Regions from separate parts of the Triticum aestivum genome. Here region 1 is linked to region 2. Evidence: chromatin contacts called from public Hi-C data. All regions are on one chromosome and are shown on one strand. Each heading gives the region's core, a stretch centred on a gene start, on an enhancer-like site or on the middle of the called end of the contact. The rest is flanking DNA. Distances are from core to core; before and after follow the strand shown.

Region 1 (2,763 bases), core at 94-2,593, 220 kb after region 2:
GATAAGGACATGCATGTTTGCTTTCCTCAAAATCTATTGGTGTATTAAATACCCGGTATTTACCATCTAATAAAGATAACCTACAAAACACAAATTTATTCGCTAAAAATGTTAATAGTCTAAAATGTTGTAGGTGATATAAAAAATCCAGGAATGCACCATAACTAAAATGTTGATAGTCTAAAGTAAAAAAGATTATATAAATTAGTAAAAAAAACATATCAACGCTATAATGGAAGGAGTTTTGTAGTTATGCACTTCGATCTAGAATACATACCTTGCAACAAATGCACCACGACAATGGACGTAAAGCGCGCCTCGCCAATACACACTGTAACGCCATCTTGGGCCCCATTCCATCGGTTGTTGCATACTGGCCATCGTCTTGACAGCCTCTCCTTCCCGGACAAATGACCTCTCCCGCCACTCTCCAGTAGCCGATGAGAACACAGGCAGCGTCCATTGTGACGGTGGCCATTCCGTCAAACGATGCAAGTCATCGATGGACTGTCTTGGCAAAGGTTCTACAGCCGGCTCATCTTGGTCCTCATTCTCTGCGTCCTCCTCGACACCCGACATGTCATCCAGCAAAGACAGAAACTCAACGAGGTCGAACTTCTTGGGCTTGTCGGGCTCGCGGCGGAACAGGAGCACCTCGTAGCCATGCGACAGGGCGGGGTCGAAGACCAGATACGGGACGTAGTTGTTGGCGTCCATGCGCGGGAGACGCTCCCACCGCCTCGTGGCGGTGTTCACCACGCAGTACAGCCATGCGTTGCCGTAGAGCAGGAGGCCGTTGCAGTGATCCAGGATGGAGTTGTAACCCCGGCTATAGTCGGGGAGGAAGTCGAGGTCACCGTAGTCGGGCGCGCCCGCGGGGCGCGCCGACGGACGGGCGAAGAACCGTGGCCGCCAGTGCCCGATGTAGTTGAGGAAGACGCCGCGCACCGAGTGCGGCAGGGGGCGCGCGGGCGCGTCTTCCGGCGGAGCTGTCTCTGCTTGCTGCGGATCATCCATGGCTTCCGCGGCGGCCTAGCTAGCTTGGATCTTGGATTCTTGATGCAGAGCGGATCAGCGGAGGAGCAGGTCAACTGTACGCGGCGTGCTTGGGCGGGATGTCAGCTCAGGTTATAACGAAACTAGAAAGCTTATAGCCCGGCTGCTGTGCTGACGATGCCCAGAGACCCAATGCATGGGATCGGATCGTATCATCAGGCCATCCGGGAAACATGATAATTACTGGAGACTGATTAGTTGGCGTACCGATCGGTTCTCGTTCCTGGAATATTCAATTGGCTTGATCAGATCGCGCCCAAAAAGGAAGAAAGAAAGAAAGATCTCGATTCTTTACATGAGTTTTAATTATCTTATCAAGTTTTGTTTAATGCGTATGCAATTGAGACGTAAAAGAGAAAGGAAAACGCTTGCTTTAGACCGGCTGAAAACAGCGAGACGCAAGCCTCCTCCAGCGATCGACACGCGTCCCTGGTGGCCCCACGCGCCGCTCACCCATCTCCGTCTTATCCACGCAGAGAAGCCACGGCCGCTCATTTTTTCTTTCCTATCGCTGCGTCGGTGCGTCGTCTTCCTCGCACTCACGCATCCCTCCTACAGATCCCTCTCTCTCTCCTATGCCTACTGCGAGAGCTCCTTCCTCTTTACACTCCCCCCCCCCCCGCCTCCACCCGCCAGGCGACGGACTGCTGCAGCTGCGTGGGGCACCGCTGCGCTGCAGCGACCGCAGTGTCATGAGTCGAGGAAAGCTTCGACACGCGACCACCGCCCGCCATGGCCGTCGTAGATGATGCTGCTGCGATGGGGAGCATCTGCGCATGGCCGTCGAGCTGCGATTTGAGCACGGCGTGGCTGCCTGAGCTGCAATGGTGGGAGTAGCGCTGCGACGGTGACCACGGGGAGTGGGCCGACAGGGACATTGCAACTCCGGCAATGTTGCTTTGAAGATGTCTCGGGGCTGAGATGCATCTCGCCGGAGCTGCAATGGAGCGCTCGTCGGCGCTCCCTCCCACCGCTGCAATGGAGAGCTCGCCACCGCTCCTGGCGCTGCAATGGAGCACTCAACGGAGGTCTCAGAGCTGCGATGCATCTCGCCGGAGCTGCAATGGAGAGCTCGCCGGCGGTGTCCCGGCGCCTCCGCCATGGGCACCGCGTGCTGCGTCGCCACACCTGTCGCCGCCGGCACTGCATCGCAAAATCCGCCATCGTCTCCGGCGCTGCAAAGCACAACCCCCGCTCCGCTCGCAGCTTCCGCCGTCATCACCGTGTGCGTCTTAACATCCGCCATGGCCGCCGCGCGCTGCGATTCAACATCCGTCGCCGGCCACCTGTGCTGCGATGTAACATCCGTCGTGGGCTGCCTTGTGCTGCGATGCAGCCCTCACCGGCGTTTGCTGCCGTCGGCGACGTAGCAGCGAACTGCTGCGTGTGCTCGGGAGGAAGAAAGCGATGGACCGACGAACTCGGGGGAGGAAGGAAGCGACGAAGCGTTGACCCATCGAACGGCTTGGGCTGGATAGATCGGACGGCCACCTACCCGACAGATTTCCTGAAGAAATCAGCCGGATGACGCCTAGCACCGGCCAAAGAGAAAGGCAAAAAAAATTAGGAAGCCTGCAGCTGTCCATATTCCAAAATCTTGGCAGTACTCACGCTCCCCGCTCCCCCCCCCCCCCCCCGCGCCGCTGGCCGCTCCGGCCGCGGCGGCCACCCACCCAGCCCGCTCGCCTTGATGGCTCGCAGCCGCGG
Region 2 (2,700 bases), core at 97-2,596:
GATGGCGCCCTTGGCGTCCTTGGCGCCCAGGAGGAAGTCCTTGTACACCGGTATGGATAGCCGGTTGAACGTGTCACGCGAAATCTCGTAGTTGTCGAGCACCACCGCCCCGCCGACGTAGACGTTGAAGGCCATTCCCATGGCTGCCTTGCTGACGATGTCGCACCAGTGGAACCGGAGCAGGTAATCCGACCCGGCCGGGGCGTCGAACCTCCAGCTGATGTTGAACTGCACGTTGATGGTGCTGGTCTCGCCCGCCGTGCTCAGCCTCGTCGCCGTCGCGTAGACCTCCGCCGGCGCCGTGTACGCGGACGAGAGTGCCGATTTCTCGTCGTATTTGATCGTCAGGGGCTTGGCGTCTTTGTGCTGCGCTAGGTCGGTGTTGACCTGGAAGCTCTGGTCCGGCAACCACGTCCTCCCCAGCGTGTCGTTGCCGGGCGTGATCTTGGGAACGCCCATGTTGATCCTGTGGATCGTCTCCAGCGCCTGCGTCGACAGCCCGGTGTACTGGACGGCGCCGTCCACCATCCTGGCCATGTCGGCGATGAGCTCGTCGGGGACCGACACGACCTCGATGGCGTTCACGAACGCGAGCTTCCCCGTCGGCGCGAACGCGATCACCAGCGTGCCCCCGGTGACGTTCACGGAGAACTCCCTGAGCTCCGCTGTGCCGTTCTTGGGCGTGTACCCGTTGACGAGCACCGCGCCCTGCACGGACACGTTGAACGCGGCGTCCGCCACCATGTCGTAAGACCTGTAGGGGAAGGGGAAGAAGTGAAGGCGCACGAAGTGCCGGCCGGGCTGCTTGACGGCGAACGTGTAGGAAGCTGGCGCGGTGAACACGCGTGCGGACCGATACAGCTCCGACTCGCCGGACGGGACGACCGCGGTCCGCGATGTGTTGGCCTCGACGCTCTGCGGCGCGGCCAGCGACTTGGCCGGCAGACGCGCGTCCCCGACGAACGTCCGTCCGGCGGCGACGGTGGCGCTCGCCGACGTGCCGCAGAGGACGAGGTAGTTGTCCGCGGGGGTAAACGCGCCACTGGCTGCGCCGAGCAGCACGGACGCGACGAGGAGCCGCACGAGCATGTCAAGAACCGGCGGCATGGTGTAAGAATTCCGGCCAAAGCATCGGCGATCGGCACGGGGCTCTAGGAGAAGGGCACGGAGGCCTTCATCGACAGGGATGCGCACAAACTGGAGAGCATCACCAGAGTGGACGATTGCTTTTGTAGAGGTGTTGTTGAGAGTTGACACTTGTTGCTTGACGATGAGGAGCACAAGGAGTTAGCGACTGCTGCTAATACCCACAGGAAGGAAAGTGAATCGATGCTAGGTTTTGATGAGCTCTTGGATGTGGCGGGGGTATTTGATTAGCTGGGGAGCACTGCGTATTGCGGTGTCATTTTCTCAGGATCTCAGGTGGAGAGATAGGCTTGAATTTCATATATTATCAGGAGCCTTTTCCTTGTTTGCGGGGGAAATCAGGAGCTTTCTAATGCCGTCATTTTCTTGGTTTACAGATTGTCTGGCATATATTCGATTCGGTAAATTTCTCGTGTGATCCTCTATGAAGAAACGTCAACATATATATTGTTAAACAAAGACAAGGCGAAAGTTTTTGCAGCGTGTGATGAACGGACCGGGTGCCTCTTAGGTCTCTTTTACTGTCAACTGGTTCTCATTGTCATGTTCCGTGGCACTAGGAATTACTGTAGTACCAACACTGAGGCCAGATAAAAGGTTCCACGAGAGCACGGGGCACCTTTTCTGTTGTGGCCTCTCGCGACATGTCAAATCCCACGGTGACACATTCGCAGTCGCAGGTGAAAACGACTGCGAGGGAAAACCATGCATTTTGTCGTGTGAATCGTGGCCCTTTGTTTAGGAACGTAAAGGGGAACGATCTGATCCCTCGACCATTGTGCTGTGCTCGGCTCGGTGGGAAGGAAGGGCCGAGGAAGTCTCCAACCACCTCCGTCGACCACCGCACGCGACCGGAGCAGCCGTCGTTTTCGTACCACCGTCGTGCGCGCCACGACGACCAGGCGCAGTTCGTACATTCGTTTTCTTTTCCCGGCCGGTGGTGTATGTACGCGTCTCCGGCGCTTACTGGATGGCACTGCTCCTGCTCCTCCTGAGATGGTAAATGTGGGGCATGTCCAACGCGGACTCTCATGCCGTCGGCATCCATCTGGATCTCGCGGTCCAGATGTGTTTTGGCATGCAACGCAGTCCTCGCATCCGTTGGCTAACATTCAGTCTCATCTCTACTCCCTCGGTCCTTTAAAGAGTGTATTTCCAACTTTATTGAAGGGTCAAACTATCTCAATGTTTGACCGAGTTTATGCAAAAATATATTAATGTTTGTGAAACCAAATAGGTATATGATGAAAATATATTTTAACATGAATCTAATGCTACTAATTTAATGGCATAAATGTTGGTGCATTATTATATAAATACGGTCAAACATAAAAAATTTGACTTTCTAACAAAGTTGGAAGTAACTCTTCAAAGGACGGTGGTAGTATATTTTACCAGCAAAATATGTACTGTATCGTAAGTGTGAAATACTACTGCAGTGTGAACAGCTCGATCTCGTACGATGGCGGCGGCACTGCAGATTAGATTAGAAGATCATCATGAAGGCGATCGAGATGGTATGTTCCTGTACTCCTGTACAGGCAGGTGTAGGGA

Evidence for each region. Hi-C and Micro-C count contacts between places; a contact is called where the count stands out from the background.
Region 1: a Hi-C map of leaf shows a contact between it and region 2, with 4 times the contacts expected there. The contact joins the promoter of LOC123100013 here to the promoter of LOC123097850 in region 2. A contact is called at or near these places in 4 of 5 Hi-C or Micro-C datasets (leaf and an unstated tissue) and 1 of 1 datasets of contacts at active chromatin or transcription factors (leaf).

The regions. Positions count from the first base shown.
Region 1 is chr4D:349,469,894-349,472,656 of IWGSC CS RefSeq v2.1, forward strand. It overlaps LOC123100013, which reads right to left and starts at 1,344. Exons shown (of 2, transcript XM_044522015.1): 1 at 278-1,344; 2 at 1-80. The coding sequence starts at 1,017.
Region 2 is chr4D:349,250,574-349,253,273 of IWGSC CS RefSeq v2.1, forward strand. LOC123097850 (receptor-like protein kinase HERK 1) reads right to left here and starts at 1,347. Exons shown (of 2, transcript XM_044519695.1): 1 at 1-1,347. The coding sequence starts at 1,107.